2 separate regions of the Zea mays genome follow, and region 1 is linked to region 2. The links are chromatin contacts, called in public Hi-C maps. All regions are on one chromosome and are shown on one strand. The core of a region is the stretch at or near the end of the contact, and the rest is flanking DNA. Distances in the headings are between cores, read along the strand shown. Region 1 has its middle 14 kb from the start of LOC606428. Region 2 holds the start of LOC541732 (myb-related protein Myb4).

What was found. Hi-C and Micro-C count contacts between places; a contact is called where the count stands out from the background.
Region 1: a contact with region 2 is called in a Hi-C map of leaf, with 6 times the contacts expected there. The contact joins the enhancer-like site here to the promoter of LOC541732 in region 2. A contact is called at or near these places in 6 of 25 Hi-C or Micro-C datasets (bundle sheath, ear, endosperm and 3 more).

Annotation. Positions count from the first base shown.
Region 1 is chr5:190,250,208-190,254,076 of Zm-B73-REFERENCE-NAM-5.0, forward strand. No RefSeq gene overlaps it. Among protein-coding and RNA genes, the nearest start is that of LOC606428, 14 kb to the right of the region's middle. Within about 2 kb of position 2,439, at least 17 of the 20 cell types and tissues checked have an H3K27ac peak or open chromatin away from gene starts, as enhancers often do. A contact at or near this core is called in bundle sheath, ear, endosperm and 3 more, where this site is marked.
Region 2 is chr5:190,173,047-190,176,629 of Zm-B73-REFERENCE-NAM-5.0, forward strand. It overlaps LOC541732 (myb-related protein Myb4), which reads right to left and starts at 1,596. Exons shown (of 2, transcript NM_001309530.1): 1 at 1,251-1,596; 2 at 240-972. The coding sequence starts at 1,513. The coding sequence ends at 501.

The DNA.
Region 1 (3,869 bases), core at 1,189-3,688, 78 kb after region 2:
CAAAGTCCATGGCAGAGTGCCAGAAGCGCTCAGATTGGGTCAAATGGAAAGAAGCAATAGAGACGGAATTGCTCTCGCTTTCAAAGAGGCAAGTATTTGGGCTTGTCGCCCGCACGCCCCCCAATGTTACCCCAGTCGGGTTCAAATGGGTGTTCGTCCGAAAGAGGGGCGCGAACAACGTGGTGGTGAGATACAAAGCGAGACTTGTAGCACAAAGGTTCACGCAGAGACCCGGCATCGATTACGATGAAACTTACTCCCCGGTAATGAGTGGCACAACATTCCGATATTTGATATCACTGGCAGCAGGTTTAAACTTAAAAATGCAGATGATGGATGTAGTGACCGCATACTTGTATGGGTCACTGGATTCGGAAATCTATATGAAGGTCCCAGATGGGCTGAGAGTTCCGGATGCCAAGTCAAATCGCAACATGTACAGTGTTAAGTTGCAGAGGGCGCTGTATGGACTTAAACAATCTGGGCGGATGTGGTACAATCGGCTCAGTGAATTCCTCCTGAAGAAGGGATACGTAAATAATCCAGATTCTCCTTGTGTATTCATTAGAAAATCCCAGAAGGGTTTTTGCATAGTTTCAGTCTATGTTGATGACTTGAATATCATTGGATATACTGAGGATATTGAGGAGGCCAGCGCCTACCTCAAGACAGAGTTTGAAATGAAAGACTTGGGAGAAACCAGGTTTTGCTTGGGCCTATAGATCGAGCATCTCCCAGAACGAATATTTGTACACCAGTCGGCCTATTGTAAAAAGGTCCTTGAGAGATTTAATATGATTAAAGCTCACCCTTTAAAGACCCCGATGGTCGTGAGATCCCTCGAAATGGATACTGACCCATTTAGACCAAAGAGCGATGACGAGAAATCGTTGGGACCTGAAGTTCCTTACCATAGCGCTATTGGAGCACTAATGTACCTTGCGAACTGCACCAGGCCTGATATTGCATTCGCGGTAAATCTACTAGCTAGATACAGTGCAGACCCAACCAGAAGACATTGGATAGGTGTTAAGACTATACTTAGATACCTCAAAGGCACTCAAGATCTTGGCCTGTTTTTTTCGAAGAATCAGGACCAGGCTATGGTGGGCTATGCTGATGCTGGATATCAGTCAGATCCCCATAATGGTATATCTCAGACTGGCTTTGTATTTCTATGTGGTGGTACTGCTGTATCCTGGAGATCGTGCAAACAGACATTAGTAACAACGTCTACTAACCACTCAGAAATAATCTCGCTATATGAAGCCGCACGAGAATGTGCCTGGCTACGACGGATGACTAACTACATCCAGAAGTCATGTGGTTATAACACCGCAAATACCCCCACCATTATCTATGAAGATAATGCTGCATGTGTTGCACAAATGGAAACGGGTTATATTAAGAGCAATATGACTAAGCATATCTGTCCTAAGTATTTTTATCCTCATGAACTCCAGAACGAGGGTGAGGTAAAAATCCTGCAAGTCGAGTCTTGTGATAATCTGGCTGATTTATTCACTAAATCCTTACCTGCAGTTACATTCAGAAAATGTGTACGAGGTATAGGGATGAGGCATTTGAGAGACCTGCAGGGTTCAGGGGGAGATCACCTCTGAACTTCAGTCCTTACGATTCGACCTGAAGATCGTATATTATACACCTTGAAGGTTATAGTTGTCCTGAAGACACCTGTTGTACTCTTTTTCCCATTGTGAGTTTTCCTGAAGTTTCTCACAAATGGTTTTTAACGAGGCAACAAGTGCAATACATCGAGTGGCACTATGCTCTCTTTCTCCATTTTTTCCCACTGGGTTTTTCGGAGTTTTTGACGAGACATAAGTCGTCACGGTATTCGTCCAAGGGGGAGTGTTGAGAAACCCTAAAAGGGGTTTAATGGGCTAATACCGAAACTGCCCTTAGGGGGTACACAAGTTATATATATGTATCCATATCCCTCATAATAAAGATAGAAAGAGCTTCCATCCACTGTGTCTCTTGTTCCTCTCTGTGTTGGGTTACTGGGAAGGGAGCGGGCTTCTACAACTTCTCACGTCCCTACTGCTGTTGGGAGGGTTCGGAGTCCGGATCGGGGATCTGCGACAACTACGTTGTTTAACAATTACCATACTAATCTTGCATAAATATCACCACAAAGTGCTCTCCAGAAGCACAAGAGAGTTCTCATTTGAAATCTCTAAAACTGTAGATTAATCTAAACTTAACTAATATATTGCATTATCTCTTCAGATCCTATCTCCAGAAAAAGAAACGAAACTGATTATTATTTATAAGGCCAAAAAGATCTTATTTGGTCCAGAGCTAATTCTACTCGCTAGACCGCTTGTCCCTTCGCGGGCCGTCAGCCCTAGCCTGGGCCAAGGCCCCACGCGCCTGGCCATCCCACCGCAGGCCGCGTCGGGCCGCTGCCCGCCGCACGCCCACTAGGCCGTCCCAGCCGGTGTGAGCGCCGGCGCCTTGCTGGCTTCGGCCACCAGCCGGCACCCAGCCTGGTGGACCGGCCTCCTCACGCCAGTGGTTGGGCCACTCGAGCCGTGCGACCAACCAAGCAGGCCGCTTAGCTGCTAGCTGGGCCGGTCGGCTGGCAGCACCGTTTTCTTCTTCTTCTTCTTCTGCTTTTTTTTTTCTTTTCCTTTTCTTGCACTTTCATGAAAGTATTCAACGTATGCAACCATCAAATGCCCCAATATTTGGTCCGAACACCCCGCTCAAAAATCTCTCTAAATTTATTTCAGATACCAATTTTTTTACCTCAGTCCCCACCCAAATTTAGTATGGAAAACTAGTTTACATTATTGCCAACCATGTTTCATCTCAACTAATCCATACAAACGAGTACGAGCACAAGTTCACGCCTTGACTCAAGGTTAATCCTTGCAATACCACTCACACGGATGTGTTACTTTAGTATCAAACCACTTGTTTGATCGCATGCACATCTTACATCAATATCAAAACCACATATATAATCACACATGTATAACGACCAAAAATATATTAATCAATACCAAGCCATGTCAACCTAACATGATGTTTCATCACACACGATCACAATCTCTCCATGATGAAAGCATTGACAACACCACACAAACATTGTAGTTGACATTCATTTTTCAAATAAAAATACTTGAGATTAAAATCCAAAAGCAAAGGGGGAAAGATCATCAACAAAACATCCAAAAAAAATCTCCCCCTAAAATAGTAAATGTGTAATGTTGTGCGATGTATGTAAAAAATTGTCCATCTTTGACATAAATTCATTAAGAATACAAAAGAGTTAAACTTCCTTCTTTTCACACACTTTTTAATAATGATGAGCATCATAATTAATCTACATATGTAACAAATACTCATCCAAATCATTCTAAAATATATTGTCACTTTCACATCCATACACACATGATTTCATCAAAGTATAACTGAAATCTAAATGCAACTAGCAATTTATTTAATACACAATATTTTTTTCTCAACTAACTTAAAACTTGCATATATTAAATATTTTATATACCTTATGTCCTTGAAAACTGATTGATTTCATTTTTATATGTGTATGCGCGCATATGTGTTAAATGTCCACCAATATAAAGTTGTAAAGGTATATAATAAAAAGCCTCTAGACACTGTAGTATGGGTTGGTGGCTTTAACAAGTACTAAAAGGTCCCCTGAGGACATATGCCTATGGGCCTGTTTGGTTCAGCTTTTTTCTGGCCAGCTTTTCCGAGAATCTAGCTGTGGGGGAGAATCTAGCTGTGTAGAGAATCTGAGTATCATTACGATTACGTGCGGACAAAGATAAAGTTGTGCATGGGGCTCAGGATCTGTAAAATGATGGATTACTACT
Region 2 (3,583 bases), core at 346-2,845:
AGCTTAAAAAACACTCGGTAAACTTTTTGCCGCTGGGCGAAGAGCCTAATTCTAGTAGTGGTTAAAGGCTAGCTTTGGCGAGAGGTTTCATGTACTAGTTTATAAGACTATTTCAAAATAATGTAGATAAGTTCCATTCTTATAAAACTGATTGTATCTCTTCAAACTTTTATCTTCTATCTCTTCATCTCTTTCTGCTATAAAACTCTCACGAAACTTCCATTGACGCTGACATCATGGACATGGACATCGGTCATGTAGCAGGGACCCTGGTCCCTGATAAGCAGCTAGCGGCGGAAAGCACAGGTGACAGAAAACTCAACTAAAATCGTAGTATATAATGCGCAAAAAGTGAACACCGCCATGATGAAGCACAATCGCTTTCCGCTGCACAAGTTTTCAGTCAGATATACGTCCACCGAAACGGAGCAGAACAAAAGGATTGAAAGAATTCTGAGGCCAAGAACATCATCAGCCGATCGAGAGAGAACCGTCTAGGTTCATGCATAAATCTGGGGCGAATTCTGCATGTCGCTGGCCTGCATGAACAGCTTGAGCCAAAAGTCCACGTCGTCGTTGGTCGACGGCGCCGGCGGCGACGCGCCGAAGGCGCCCTCTGCCTCCTCCATCCCGGAGTCGGAACTGTCGACCGCCATCGCCAGCGTCTCGGACCAGAAGCTGTCGTCAATCTGGTAGTCCTCCTCCTCCGAGGTGAAGCTATCCGCGTTCTCCAACGACGACGAGGCCGCCGAGTAGTCAGTGGTGGTGCTGGTGGTCGACGTGGAGACTGACTGCTCCGGCGAGACCGGCGCTGCGAGCGTCACCGCCTCTGGCTGCTGCTGCTTCTTGGGCTTTCGCTTGGGCGCCTGCGTGGCTGTCTTAGGCTCCAGTCGCTTCTTGAGGTGAGTGTGCCAGACGTTCTTGATCTCGTTGTCCGTCCTCCCCGGCAGCCTGGCAGCGATTGCCGACCATCTGAAATCATACAGAAAGTAGCTGTTTAGTGCGCATGATTTTTTTTAAAAAAAATTGGCGGTAATTTTTACGAGACAACAACAACTCAACAAGTGGCTGATTGCTAGGTCATGCATGCATGCATGTTCTATAATAATGGTTCTGGCAATGACCGGATCAAACTCGACCACATCATCAAGAACCAAGAACCAGTCTACACTGAGTATATCCCGGCAACGAAGGGATGGTGTTAATTATTTTCGCGTGACGATGATATGATGCGTGGATAAGCACCGTACCTGTTGCCGAGCATTTGGTGGAGTTGGATGACTGCGTCCTCCTCCTCGCGGGTGAAGTTGCCGCGCTTGATGTCGGGGCGCAGGTAGTTGATCCAGCGGAGGCGGCAGCTCTTGCCGCAGCGGGGAAGGCCCGCCTGCTTGGGCAGCGCGCGCCAGTTGCTGTGGCCGTGGCGCTCGATGTGCGCCACCAGGATCCTGTCCTCCTCGGGCGTCCACGGGCCCCTCTTGAGCCCCATCTTCTCGCAGCACGGAGCGCGCCCCATGTCTCGATCTCCCGGCCGAGAAAGAGCTGGGCTTTGGCTTTGCTTGCCGGGTCCTGCCGAGAAGACCGAGCTGAGGGAGCTTGCTGCTGTGCTGATGACTGGCTCTGGGAGGGGCGGGCTGTGCGCTATTTATATGCCCCCGGCCGGTGCCGCGCGCGACGACAGCGAACGGGGTTCACTTCGCTCTCGGCTCTCGGTTCTCGGCTCCCGGGATGGAAAAGGGCAAATCCAAACGTGGTCAAAGCAAGGGAGCTTCCCAGAAGGGGGAGGTTCGTCACACAAGGAAGAACAAGCTAGGGACGGGAATAGTTTATGCTACGCTTTGAATTCGTTCGTTTTTTATCAGTTTGCTTGGATCGCGTACGTGATTCGGGCTGTCGTTTTTTATTCCTCGGATTGTTTGTACCTTTGTGCCCTTCAGTGTCGGCTAAAAGCGTACGTGTGGGAACGGATGTGCATGCGTTTCCTTTGATACGATATCATATCATATGGTTCTTATAATAAGTGAAGCTAAACTAAACGCTCGAGAGACGCAACAATGAGGTGGACATGACATGTCCACATGCGAAAATTTTGGTTCTCTCTGTGGCTATATCACGCGTACTTTGAGTGTCTTTTTTTAGATTTGTTGGCCTCGACGTGTGCTCTACGATCTATGGGGCCTCATAACTTTAGGTATAATAAGATGAAACAATCACACACGGATAGATTTAGGGTCACCTAATCGTTACTATATTGTCGTGTCTGTTCATATATTTTAGCATAATAGTCATACACCAGCTTTGCCCTAAAAAGAATATCGTACGTTCTGGTTTGATAAAAAAAAATATGTCTAAGTTCATAAAGAAAAAATACTAGCATTTATGAATGTACTAGTATGGTATATATTTTAATGTAGATTTGATTAAATTCAAAATGGTTTGACTTTGAATAAATCTACAAAAAAAATTTCTTTTTTTTTTTGAGACGGGGTAATTAAGTAGTATTTTGTAATCATTATCAAAATTGGATTGTATACCGGGCCAGCTTTTTCCCTTTGTCAACACAAGCTACCTAGCTACTTAAAAGTTGTCTAACCGTATCCAGCAAAGCTAAGTACAAACACGAGATATGTGTTTGGTTTCTCATTGCTACAACATTTTTTTAATTATTTCTAAAATAACATTACAATTTTTCCCCGGAACTAAATGTGCGCAAGACCTTTAGTCCCGATTAATGGCTTCAATCCGGACTCAGGGAAACCTTTAGGTTAAAGCCACCAATTAGAATAAAAGGTCATATTTGTGCTCGTCTGTGACACTAGCAATCAAACATTGAATTAATGCTGACTTTAGTCCCAAACTTTAAAACAACCGGGACTTGAAGGTCCATTCTCCATTTCTCCACTGACCACCGGTGGTGGCTTATATGGATAGAATAAATCAAGATTTAGGGTTACTTTAGGAACCTCAAATCTCCTTCGAGGTTGGAGGAGATTGAGGTGGAAATAAACTAATTTTCTCTCCAATCCCCTTCAATCCCGAAGGGGGTTTGAGTTTCCAAACTAGCCCTTAGTGATTAGTTTATACTTTCTCCGTTCCAATATATAATTCATTTGACTTTTTATTTTAAGTTTAATTAACTTGTCTTATTCAAAAAAAAATCTTAATTGTTATCAATTTTTAATGCAATATTATTTATCATATAATATATTTAAAGTATGATTTTAATTTTTTCATTTTTTCCAAAAAAATTAATAAGACAAACCGGTCAAACTTGGTATAAAAACTCAAACAAATTATAAATGTAGACGGAGGGAGAATTATTTTTCATGATTACATAGGTAGATCGATAATATAAATATAAATTTAGGTGGTTACATTAAACTATCCTTTTCAAAATGGCATGTTGGCAAGTTTTAAAAAAAATATCGGACGACTATTATTGTCACCGATGAATTTAGAGTCTAGTAGATTAAGAACTTGGTGTTTACTTTTTTAAAAAAAATCTACGACACTAGAAATTGCACTTATTTGATGGAAACTTCCAACCTCACTATCGGATTCGCGTTATTTGCCGAGTCGGCAAAGC